Linked DNA regions of Gossypium hirsutum: region 1 is linked to region 2. A link is a contact called in public Hi-C data. All regions are on one chromosome and are shown on one strand. Each heading gives the region's core, a stretch centred on a gene start, on an enhancer-like site or on the middle of the called end of the contact. The rest is flanking DNA. Distances are from core to core; before and after follow the strand shown. Region 1 holds the start of LOC121229168. Region 2 holds the start of LOC107959921 (F-box protein At1g70590).

The links. Hi-C and Micro-C count contacts between places; a contact is called where the count stands out from the background.
Region 1: a Hi-C map of leaf shows a contact between it and region 2, with 3 times the contacts expected there. The contact joins the promoter of LOC121229168 here to the promoter of LOC107959921 in region 2. A contact is called at or near these places in 2 of 34 Hi-C or Micro-C datasets (leaf and petal).

The regions. Positions count from the first base shown.
Region 1 is chrA05:53,248,569-53,255,380 of Gossypium_hirsutum_v2.1, reverse strand. It overlaps LOC121229168, which reads left to right and starts at 2,133. Exons shown (of 7, transcript XM_041112601.1): 1 at 2,133-2,624; 2 at 2,731-2,817; 3 at 2,973-3,212; 4 at 4,367-4,531; 5 at 5,067-5,120; 6 at 5,218-5,364; 7 at 5,445-6,124. The coding sequence starts at 2,337. The coding sequence ends at 5,822.
Region 2 is chrA05:52,802,012-52,808,550 of Gossypium_hirsutum_v2.1, reverse strand. LOC107959921 (F-box protein At1g70590) reads left to right here and starts at 4,422. Exons shown (of 5, transcript XM_016896096.2): 1 at 4,422-5,065; 2 at 5,156-5,289; 3 at 5,563-5,745; 4 at 6,481-6,539. The coding sequence starts at 4,546.

The DNA of each region.
Region 1 (6,812 bases), core at 884-3,383, 450 kb before region 2:
TAAAGATGTCTTATTTTTTACACCAATTTTTATTCTTTACACTAACTATTCTTTATTTTATATCAACTATTATAATATATTTGTAATAAATAAGTTTTTGTTTCATTTTATTACTTGAGTAACCAAACAAGTTATCAGTGTTGTATTTTTATTATTAAATTTTGCAAGTGCAAAATTGTATTAGAAAGTTGTTTGAAATATTAATAAATATTAAGCTATGAAATAAATTATATTATTTGATAAAAGTAAATATAAATTAACTTATTTTTTTGTTTTAATTTTATTAATATTTTTTATAGTTTTAGATAAAAGTTAAACATAATAATTTTATTTTAAAATAAAATTAATAAATAATTATCTACTTATTTATTATATTTAATATTATCTTTTGAAAATTACTTATTAACTTTTAAGGTTTTTAAATTGAATCGTCGATTTTACATAATTATGTTAAAGGAGTAGATGGTACCTTTCATATTGATCTGAAATTGCCCCTTTAATCGGTGGTTTTGTAGGTCCATCGAAAACATCATGTTGAATAATGATGATGATAAGTGCATGTAGGCAGACGGGTCCAACCTAAAAGCTGGGTTCCATTTGACCAAACTCCCTTTCATCGCTGTGGCTTAGATTTGGAGACACCATCACTATCACTGCCTTCTTTCAAACCCCACAAAACACCAAAGTTGAGCTTTTTACGAAACAAATTGATACATGGAAGATTTGGAATATGCAGAAAAAAAAAACCCTTTGGATGATTAAGGGTAATCGTAAATGCTCAAATTAGACCAGTTAAAGATTAAACTATTTCAAAATGATTAAATATGGGTTAAATTTTTTCGCGAAAGTGTTGAAATAAAAGTTTTTTAAACATCGTATATTAAGTTTCAAATTATATTCTTTTCAAGTTATATATATGATTTAAGTATTTTATTTTATTTTAAACACGTCAATATTTACATGATTTTTTACAAATTAAATTGAAGTAAATAAAAAGCTTTCGCGTGAACAATGCAAAAGGTTGAGTCCTATTTTGAACATTTAGCCAATAATAAATGAATAAAATATTTATATGAAAAGTTAATATAAAATCTTGTAATAGATGTGAGTTTGTCTATAATATACCTCTTGCTGATTCAAGCTACTCAAATCGACCTAAAACAAGTCCAACCCAAGTTACAAGACAACCTAGGAGAAAAATACACCAACCCCATGGCCACCAATTAGCACAATAAACAAAAGAAATCAAAGTTGAGCCCCAAAATATAAGCACTACAAAGACATGCATGAGTGAGTGGAGAACTGTAATGAAATGTAATTGATGGAGACTGCAATAATGCACTTGCATGGATGTGTCTGCATGCGCCACCAGACAGGAAATGTGCTCACTCCTACCCCCCAACAAGATACGATTGTACGATCAAAATACAAAATATTTTAATCGCAATTATAATACAAAGCATACACAAATGTAAAACAAATATACAAATTAACAAATCTAGTCCCCCATAACTCCCAAGTTTTGCTAAACTCTAAATAGTGAAAGGAAATTCAAAGTGGGCAGGCTTTTAGCTTGATGGTTACAAAGTATATAGCTGACACAAAGAACATATTGGGAAGTGAGAAAGTAACTTTGGAAACCCAGGATCAACTGTATTTCACATTTATTCCGATGCATACAAACTACAGTAAAAGAATAACACAGACCATTACCCATATTTTCCTATAAATTTAACACAAATAGGGAAATAATAATAACTAAAGTTTTAGATAACTCGTGTAATCATATAACAATATTTAGATTATTTTTTAATTTATATTAAAATAATTTAATTTTTGATTTATTTGTATAGTTATGATTGCTTGTTACTATTGCGTAACCAAAATATCAAAAAATAAAAAATAAAAAGATTAATAAGCACCGCGATGAAAACAACTTTTGTAGTTGAAATCATAATTTCAAAAGCAAAATAAGAAAATGGAATCTTTGACGTTTAAAATTGTTGTTTCACACAAAGTGACTTTATTATTCTTCATTAAAACATACATTTCTAAACTTTATTTTCTCGATTTTCTGCCAGCTTTGCTAAACTCACCCTCACTATTTATATCACCACACCCACATAAGCAGAGCTTTGAGAAAACCCCATTTCTCTGCTTTCTTTTTTAATAAGCCAAGCTGTCGGGACATCAACACCAAGACATTAGAATATCTGTAAGAGAATAACAAGAATAGGGTATTGTTTTATTTATTATTTTCTGCCATTCTTGGATGTTTTCGAGAGCTTCGAAAAATGGTGTGAAGGATAGAAGCAATCGAGAAAGCTTTTCTTACAATGTTGATCTTATGTCGGATCAGATGCCCCCATTTCGATCACAGAATAAGAAGACTCAACCCATGTTTAAACATGGCTTCTTACTTTCGTAAAACCTCACCAATCATTCATGCTTTTGTAATTTTTCTTCTTGTTTGTTCTTCTTCAATTTCTCCCGTTTACTCATCGGAACCCCATAATCTCCATGCGAGAAATCGAACTTTCCGACCGGATAAAGAGCTACAAAAGTTGAAATTCATAAGACAACGTCTCAACAAGATCAATAAGCCAGCAGTAAAGACAATTCAGGCAATTTAATCTAGTTTTTGCCTTGAGTAATTTTCTTTTTATCTTTTATCAGACATTGGTTTCCAAGATCTCCAACATGTTTTTGTTTATGGTTTTGGTGTTGCAGTGTCCTGATGGTGACACTATAGATTGTGTTTTGTCGCATCATCAGCCTGCCTTCGATCTTCCTCAACTCAAAGGACAACGACCATTGGTAATTAAATAATATTTTAGTTGCACGATATTAACAGTACATGGTTATGTTACAGTGTTTATCGTCGTTATTTATTGCAATTAAAGGGAAAACATCCATTGGTCCACAAATACTAATTGAACAGTTTTTTTTTTCTATTGTTGAAATATGTGCAGGATCCACCGGAGAGACCTAGGATTTATGAAAGAGATGGGGTGATGATGACGGCGGAAGTAGAAGAAGAAGAAGAAGAACATGTTCAGCTATGGAGAATGTCAGGTGAAACATGTCCGGAAGGAACAATTCCCATCAGGAGAACGACGGAACAAGACATGTTAAGGGCTAGTTCTGTAAGAAGATTTGGAAGGAAACCAAGACGACGTGTTAGAAGAGATTCAACCAGCAACGGCCATGAGGTAGGTGTCTTCAAAATTACACTTTTAACAAAAACTGCCATGCCTAAAAAATATCAAATTTTATCTAAGCAACGTTTCCATTTTTTCTTAAAAAAAATAATTATTCATAAGTTACTGTTTTTTATTTTGTTAGAAAAATATAAACTTTTTGACGCACAAAAGTGGGTGAAAAAATTGAAAAAGCAATTGGAATAGCGTTAAAAATCGGAAGGAACCAATATCAAGGAAGTAGTCAAAAGTGGATTGTAAAACGACCCTACTTATTTATTTTTATTACCAGAGACTTCAGTCTCTTATGCCAACATTGACAACCTTGTATTTTGTACATACATTTCTTTGGGGTAGGCTGACAGATTTTTAGTAAAAATCCTTTAAAATAAATTTAGATGAGTGCTTGCATCATATAATTAACTCACAGAGTACTAAATATAAATTTTATTCTTTTTAAAATTTTATATTAATTTATTGATACCGTATAAAGAAATATTATATTTATATACTTATAAATGATATGTCAGCTTTATATATATATATATCTCATTTTTCTTGCTTTAAAGCATATAAACTTCTTTTTTTTTTAAAACATTTGTATAAATAAAAACACAAATATGAAATATATCCTAGTAGTAGAAGATTATGGGACAAAAAATAAATCTCAATTCAAAGTCATCATTCTCGCTCAACTTAAAAATTATTTCGGGATTTTGCATAATCTATTTATAAAAACTCTTATAATACAAGATTTTTACAAAAGACGGCAATACCTAATTTTCAGGATGTTTTATGCTCCTATCTTGATTACGTTACACAAAGGGTGCCTTTATATATAATAATCACATTGTAAGGAGTATAGTTGGTAAGAGTTAAGGGATTCCTGCCTAGAATAGGATAATTTAAACTAGCAAAACTCTTTTCTAGATTGAAAAAAATATGATGAAATCGATATAATTCTCTTCCTCTGTGATGTAATGAATGGAATTATAAAAACTAATTTTTGTTAATTTTTTCCTTCTTTAACATCCTAGGTTTACTTTAAAAACCTTATATCCCCACATATTTAAACATTAATATTTTAACATAATTTTTAAAAATTATATTTTATGCTTATTTGGAAATCCGAAATAAGATGATGGTAATAATAAAGGTGGTTACAGCATGCTGTTGGATATGTGAGCGGAGGAGAATATTACGGAGCCAAAGGCAGCATAAATGTGTGGGCACCCCAAGTCTCCAATCCCTATGAATTCAGCTTATCCCAACTCTGGGTCATCTCTGGTTCTTTTGCCCACGATCTCAACACCATTGAAGCTGGTTGGCAGGCATGTTTTTTTCCATTTTAACTTTCTCTTTTAGAAAATACTCTTTACGCATATCAAGATTTCGTTATGAAGATATCTTAATCCTCCAAATGTCACACCTAAGCCTGTCAATGAACAGAACCAGATTGGGTTGGAGCCTGGTTCAAATAAAATGTTCCTAGCCCAAGCTCGAATTAAGCTTGGTCCCACCTTTTCATATATTAATAAAAAGATATTTTATATTATTTTTTAAATTCTTCATGTTTGGGACTCGGGGAATAATATAGAGAAGATTTATATATATATAAAATTAATTTTAATTTTTGTTGTTATTTAAATTAAATTTGGATTGGAACCAACCGATTGCCTAAACTTGGGTTCAACATGTTTCAATACATTCTAATTCGAGTAACATAACTTTTTTATGATATAATCTTTGTTAAACTTGATCCGATTGATCTTGTATTATTATATATAAATAAACAAATTTAATATTTTATTTTATACATTACATAAAAATATGATTAATTTTTTTTTGTCATTTATTTTTATGCAGGTGAGTCCAGAGCTATACGGGGACAATTATCCTAGATTCTTCACTTATTGGACCGTAAGTATAATAAAAAAAAATATTTGGAAACAATTTAATTATAGTTACTAAATTCCTCATTGCTTAATTAATTAAGATAAATGAAAATATTTGGCAGAACGACGCATATGAAGCAACTGGGTGTTATAATTTGATGTGCTCAGGATTTGTTCAAACAAACAATAGAATTGCAATTGGAGCTGCAATCTCCCCAATCTCATCATACCATGGTGGACAGTTTGATATCACCCTCTTGATTTGGAAGGTAAATCCTTTTAGTTTCCTTAAAACTGAACCAAATCGATTAAATCAATTAATGCTAGTTTTGAAATACATCTTCTAAAGGATCCAAAGCATGGGAATTGGTGGTTGGAATTCGGATCGGGGATTCTAGTAGGATACTGGCCATCATTTTTGTTCACTCACTTAAGGGATCATGCAACCATGGTTCAATTTGGTGGGGAGATTGTGAACACAAGGCCCGGAGGTTCCCACACCTCCACCGCGATGGGCAGCGGTCATTTTGCCGGTGAAGGGTTCGGAAAGGCCTCTTATTTCCGAAACTTAGAGGTGGTTGATTGGGATAATAACCTAATCCCATTGCCAAATCTACGAGTGCTGGCTGACCATCCCAATTGCTATGATATCAGAGGTGGGGTTAATGGGGTTTGGGGACATTATTTTTATTATGGAGGACCTGGAAGAAGTGTTAGGTGTCCGTAAAGGGAATGATATAGGCAACGGGGGAAAGCAAATTTTATATTAACAATCAAGATAAAAGAAAATAAATGATAAAAATCTGAGAGTCAAAATAGGTATTTATTAATTTTTGAGTAAGATAATTACCAAGATTGTTGGAGGGACTGCTGCCCTTGTGGATCTGCCCCTGGGTATAGGGTAGAGTTAGTAAATAGTTTTTTTTTTGTTTAATATTTGTTGGGTGATACTGGGTTTCTTATGGAGACGAGAGATGTTGATTTTGTAAGTTTTTGGGGCATTTTTATAGTAATTATTTTCCTTGTTAATCCAATTTTCTTTTTATTTTCTTAGTTGGAATGGTATTACAATTTTGGTATAATGACTGATTTGTAGTTTTTTTTTATTATATAAGAGATATAGGACAAAAGTTTTTTATCGAATTTATAATTAGTGTGAATTAAAATTTTAAATAAAAATATTTTATTATTTCACTTTTATTCAATCTAAAGAGATAAGTGATTATTAAATTATATGCAGGCTAGTGGTTATGTCTAATATGCCATCAATAAATAATAACATGATTAAATAAAAAATAATAGAGACTTTGTAAGTAAATGCTAATAACTTTGTTTAAACATAATTAAATAATAATTAATTATAAATAAATTATAAACCTAAAATTCAAGATCTTAAACCCAAAATCTTATACCTAAACCTTTAAATCTAATATTCTAAATCCGAGAGTTATTATTTATAATAGTTACGATTGTTTAATTATGCTTAAATAAATTTATTAGTATTTATGAAATTGAGTCTTAGTTTGGTTGGCATCAATATTATTATCAATGTAACATCCAAACCCCTCTCCGTCACATATTATAGTTACAAGTATTACTGTACAATTGGAACATTTATAATTAATTCAATTCGAAAATCATAAACGTAACTTAAATCATTCCTTCATACACATATTGTCTCTAAATCGAGCCCACGAGGTCCAAAAAAAATACTTTA
Region 2 (6,539 bases), core at 3,173-5,672:
CTCATGGGTTGACAAGTGTTTCATAAGATCATCCCAAGCTGGATTCAGATATGATAGTGGACTTAATAGTACTCATGTTGAAAGTAGATCCTAGGACTGCTATGTCAGTCTTAATTGTCAATATTCGTAGCCAATTCAAGTACATGCCTTCTTACCGTAAGGCCTAGATAGCTAAGCAGAAGGCATTGGAGAATATGCACAATGGATAAGACGCTTCATACAATGAGGTGTGGCAGTTGTGTCACAAGCTGGAGAGGCACATCCCAAGTTACGTAGCAGACTTTGAAATAGTTCCTACGTAGTACAATGGCTACTTACTCCGTGGGTGTCAAGCATTCAAGCGTCTTTTTGGAGCTTTCAGTATTATTGGGACGCATTTCAGTATTGCAAGCCATTGGTACAAATTGATGGTACATTTATGTATGGTAGATATACCCATCGACTATTGCTAGCTGTGGCACAAAATGGTGATGGGAGGATCCTTCCAATTGCGTTTGCAATAACACCGGGGGAGTTAGGTGACAATTGGGATTTCTTTCTTTCTAGGTTAAGGAGGCATGTCTGCCCTTAACCTGATATTTGCGTTATATCGAATCAGGGCACTAGAATACTAGTCGCAATTGAACGACAAGGAAGCCTCTGGGATCACATACACCATCAGTATTGTCTAAGGCAAGTTGCTTCCAACTACTACAGGTAATATCGGTCTACCGCTGAACGATGACAAATGACCAACATAGGTATTTAATTACCACCAACATTATTTGGTTTATAATATTCAATTTGTTCTGAATGGAAGAGTGGTATGTAATTATCATTATCCACTTATATTGATAGGGTACGAGATTAATAAGGACTGTTTTCATGAGATGTTGGCGATTTTGCAGTCAATTAATGATCAAGGCGCAAACTACCTCTGTAACATACTTTTCGATCACTGGACACAATCATATGATAGCCGCCTACGATATGGTCAAATAACCTCAAACCTGGCTGAATACATCAATTCTGTTTTAAAAGGAATGCATCATTTGTCAATAATCTCAATTGTACGGGAGACATACTTCCGTTTGGAGGCACTATTCCCAAAGCGAGCAGCGAGTTATAAAGACAAAATGCAGAGAGGCCATGTATGGTACTGAAAGGTAATGCAATAAATTAATACAGCCAAGACGCAGGCCAACTCCATACATGTAGTGTGTCACGATCGTCACAACCTATGGTTTCATGTGACAGAGTTCGACAGACCGAACTAAGGTATTCCCGGGGGACAATATCATGTACACCTCAGAAATAAAACTTACAACTGTAGGAGGTTTGACGCACTTTGTTATCCATGCGCTCATGTAATTGCAGCTTGCCAGAATCTCAGTTTGGATCCCATAAGCTATGTTGACAAAGTGTACAAATTAGAATACCTGTACAGCGTATAGAGACACGTATTCTCACTAGTCTCAGATAAATGTAAGTGGCCGTTTGTATCGCTTGCTTCATTTAAGTTATTACCGGATAGAGAATTGCGTCACAAACCAAAAGGTTGACTATGCTCGACTAGAATTCCTGATAATATAGATATCCAAGAAAGAACGAATCAACAAAAGTTATGCGGGTGGTGTAGGAACCCGGGTCATATAATGCCAACATGTCCACATCGAAATAACTTTTAATTTATTAAATGAAACAATATAAAAATAATTTATACAAAAATATTCAAAAGAACATATAATTTATTAAATGAAACAATATGAAAATAAATCAAAGCATGTGCCAGTTGGAATCAGTGCCACATGGGGTGGTCGACGGTTACACGCTGGATTCCTTCTTGGTTCAGCTTTCGACTAGGGTTATAGTTGTTCGAGATCAGCTTCTAGTTGTGAATGTTGGGAAGATGACCCACCTTGATATAACAAAGATTGTGAAGGTGTTTGCATCACCCACTATGAATGAGCATAACCGGCTTGAATCCCATAAGGCGATAGGGATTCAAATGAGTTGAGCTCCCTAACGGTGCCTCGTATAGTCCCTCCTGCGACAATTGCCTATTTATCGTCAGTTGACTCAAAGTTATTGGGAAATGAGATACACTGGGCCATAAATTCCAACCCTGCATAGGAGTCAAAAAAGGATATATATATAAGGGTTAGGATACGCATAAAGGTTAAGATACGCACATTGTATAATCTGAAGGAGCAGTGGTATGGGCATCACCGCTTTCCCCGTTGGGGCTGGTGATTGTGTGGGCGTTGTTGATGGGCCCGCCTCGCCATCCCCTGTCCTTGGATTTAAAATGCTTTGTTATTCCCTTTTAACACGAGTTTGTCAACGCCTCTCCTTTTTCGAGAGCAAATATGGTTTGCCATGGATCCTAAACCATGGCATGTAATTTGGATTGCAAGCTAACTCCGGAATGATAATCGATTTGTGAGTAGGTATATTATCATACCGATTTTTCCACATTTCAATATATTTCGAGTGGAACACCGGTCAATGTGTATTCAGTCACCGTAAGTCGATTTTGTGCTCATCATCAAGCACCTTAGGTTTTACGGGAATCGGTTGTCGAAATCCAAATTGTCGCAACACTCTATTCGTCTGGTGCATCTCGACGGTAGCGTAGTTGACCAATGGGACCCTAACATGCCAAATGTTTGAATTCTATAGGAATTCATCTGGAATTACTGCCCGAATTACTAAATCCTCGTATAGTGTCCATTGAAACTAAATGAACGTGATAAAAATATTAGTTATATGCATAATACTAAATACTAAATAAGAAATTGACTATGTTATGTATATATAGTTCAAAATGAAATAAATACTAATATACGCTTCTGACCATTGGTCTAATAGAAGTCGTATATCTTCAAGAGCGGTAGGTATTCCCTCGTAACTCGGCAAATTATTCCACCTATTTAAATAAAATTTTAGCATAAAATTTTATTTTAAATCTATTTAATAATTTTAAAATCTAATATAGATTTTACCTTGTTAAGAGTGGGAATGTATACGGGTGGTTCACTCGAGGACGTAAAAATAGAAAGCGAAATCGAGCCTAAGATTGTAGTAGTGAAAGGCAACCTCCGATTTTGATTTTATTTAGTTGCATCGCCTGACACATCTCCCGGTACAATGTCGAAAATACGGCAGACCCCTAACTAAGTTCACCAGTTGCTCTAAAATTGATGACTTTCAGCAGCCACCTTAGATGTACGAGGTTTCGTGGCTTGTCTGGCATCAGATAACCTCCAAGGATCTGAAGGAGTACACCCGAGCGTATCGTACTCTCTGTACTTCAATGGAATCATCTCCCAGCACTAAGAGTGTCTCTCGTAACCAGCCCATATCGATTCGACCTCCGTAAATAATATCTGAAATCGCACCTAAAAAATCGTAACATACGGCTCCTCAGCAGATTGAGCAGACCAGATGAGTACGGACCTATCCACTGGTAACCCCAACTGTAATTGCACGTCCTCCAAAGTGATGGTACACTTTCCACGTGGAAAATAGAATGTATGCATCTCGGGTCTCCACCTCTCCACAAATGCGCTGATGAGTTTCGGGTCCAACTTGCAACCCTAGCCAATATTGGCCACATGCCAAAAATCTACTTCCCTCAAACAATTTTCAATCAACGATTATGGAAGACTAGGTATATTACGAATAAAACATTGTAACACTCAATCTACCAACTGTTATAAAAAACTAGAAAAAAATATTAATTAAATTAAAAACTAAAATAAAAATATTAAATAATATTAGAAAAATGAAATTAACCCTTACCATTTTCATTTGGCCGACAGAGATCTGTTTATCATCGAGACAAATTAATTGTCGGGCAATGCTAACACAATCAAATTTCTTAGAAATTATAAAAAATAATACTAATTCAGAAAAAAAAATTAAAAATTTAGAGAGCTTTAAGAGCTTTTTTGAGAAACTTAGAGAGAAATCTGGAAGAATTATAATTTAAAAGAAATTTGGTGTGAAGAAAATAGGTAGGGATTTTATAATTTTTTTCTTGACCATTGGGATAAAACTCGAGGAAAAGTGCATCCTTGTAAGTGCGTTTTATTAAAACGCGTCCATGTCAGCGTACTTTTGCTTGACATGAGGAAAAACGCGTCTTTATCAGTACGTTTTTCTACACTATCCCTTAAAAACGCATCCACGTCAATGCGTTTTAGTGTTTTTGGTCAATACTTATTATTATTTTTTAGAGCGGAATATTTTCGTAAATAATTTCAGAAATAAACTTTTTTTTTACGATACCCTAAAAGAAAATCAAAACTCTAATCATTTTCTAAAACTGGCATGTTCTTAAAATTTAACTACGACATGGGCGTTAAGAAAATGGAAAGCCCATATATGAGGAGTTGTAACCGAAATATCTAAACGTCGGTTAAGAAGTGCCACGTCTCGAGCTGTTCCATAAGCATTAGCTACCCATTTTTTCATTTATGATTTAAGTAACCAACAAATAAATAAATGTGGCAAATGACGCTTTCAGTGTGAGATTGGCACCTACAAATCGACGGCCGCGACATGAAGCAAAAAACATGGCCGGATCGATCCGACGGCGTCCGCTTCACTGCTTTTCCCTTGTCGAAACCCAACGACAATGAAGAAAATATCATATTATTGAGGCGTTCCAAAATCGGTTCAAAACCGTCATTATCGCCGACCGACGGCCCTGATTTCTCGGCTCTCCCTTTCGACATCTTGACGAAAATCGCGGCGTCGTTTAATTTCCCGAACCTTCTAGCGGCTTCGCTGGTTTGCCGGTCATGGAGGGACGCGCTCCGTCCGTTGAGGGAAGCGATGATGATGCTGCGTTACGGGAAGCGATTCAAGCACGGCCGTGGCGGTGTTCGGCGTAATTTGGATAAAGCTCTTGACTCTTTCTTGAAAGGCGCTGCGCGTGGATCTACGCTTGCTATGGTCGATGCGGGGCTTATCTACTGGGAAAGGGGTCTAAAAGAAGAAGCAATTGCTCTTTACCAGAAAGCCGCCGCCCTTGGCGACCCTGCCGGCCAGTGTAATCTCGGAATTTCATACTTGCACGGTATTTTTCGCCAAAATTACTGAACATTTTCCCGCAAATCTTAGCTCCTTATTCAGTTTCATATGATCTTAGAAAAATTAACCTTTTCAGCTCAACCTCAAAATCACAAGGAAGCTGTAAAATGGTTGCATCAAGCTTCAATAGGGGGCTATACACGAGCTCAGTACCAGTTGGCGCTTTGCTTGCATCAAGGTCTTGGAGTTCATCGAAATCTTTACGAAGCAGTATGAACTTCTTTGCATACCCATTTTAATTTTATTCATTAAGTGAACCTTTCTGTTTAAGAAGATTTAGGTGATTACTGGCCAAGTAGTAAGGAGCTCGGTGCCCTTATAAGCATCTCCATTTCGAGTATTATGAATGGAGAAAATAGGTGTCAGGAGAACTTTTCCTGTTCTGGTCTGACCTTGAGGCCCAATGTGGTTACCAGATGATGAGGGTTTTAGACCCAAATTTTTGGGTGATTAAGATTTGCTCTGTTGCTTATTGATTATCAGGCAAAATGGTATCTAAAAGCTGCTGAAGGTGGATATGTTCGTGCAATGTACAATGCTTCGCTTTGTTATTCATCTGGGGTAGGTTTGTCACAAAGTCGTCGACAAGCAAGGAAATGGATGAGAAGGGCAGCTGATCGTGGTCATAGCAAAGCTCAATTTGAACATGGACTTGCTCTATTTTCTGTACGTCACATTCTTAATTCTTTGTTTCCAAGTATATAAACAATAATAGAATCATGTTCTGATGCACCTAGGATTCTCTAGAAAAAAATGACTTTTAAAGGACTCATTTTCCTTGAAATACCTATATCAAACAGTATATGGTTATGACCTCCAAATGCGTGGAAACTTAGAAAAAGAAATTTAATATATCCATGTTGAATACATACTTATATCTAACACTCACACTTGAGTCCAAGTAATATGGCAACAACTACGAATTTCTGCTCAAGACTCGTTGAGATAGAATGCGGAAATATGAATGCATGAAAACAATGGGGTGTCCTGTAGTTTGTTAAGAGAAAGATAAATGTATGGAAGCTTGCCTCGTGATCTGAGTCTGTTTTTCTGTCTGGTCATTATTTCTCTTCTCTTAGGCATCAATGCTCGCTAATAATGTTGTACATTCAAGTCTAAGTAATAGCAAATAACTATGAATTTATGCTCCAAACATGTTGAAGTAAAATGGAGAAATATGCATGAATAAAAACAATGGGATTTTGTAGTTGGTTAAGAGAAGACAAATGCATGCAAGCTTGCTCCATGGTGAATATTAATTTTTCAAATCTGGCCATCTGATCATTTCTCTTGAAGTATTCCTGTCTGACACATGAATGTGGGGATATGACTCATAGTCCAATGATATCTGTTGTTATGCAATCTAAGCTAATGCTGATTTTGATGATAATATTTGGACAGGAAGGGGAAATGATGAAAGCTGTAGTGTACCTTGAACTTGCCACACGTTCTGGTGAAAC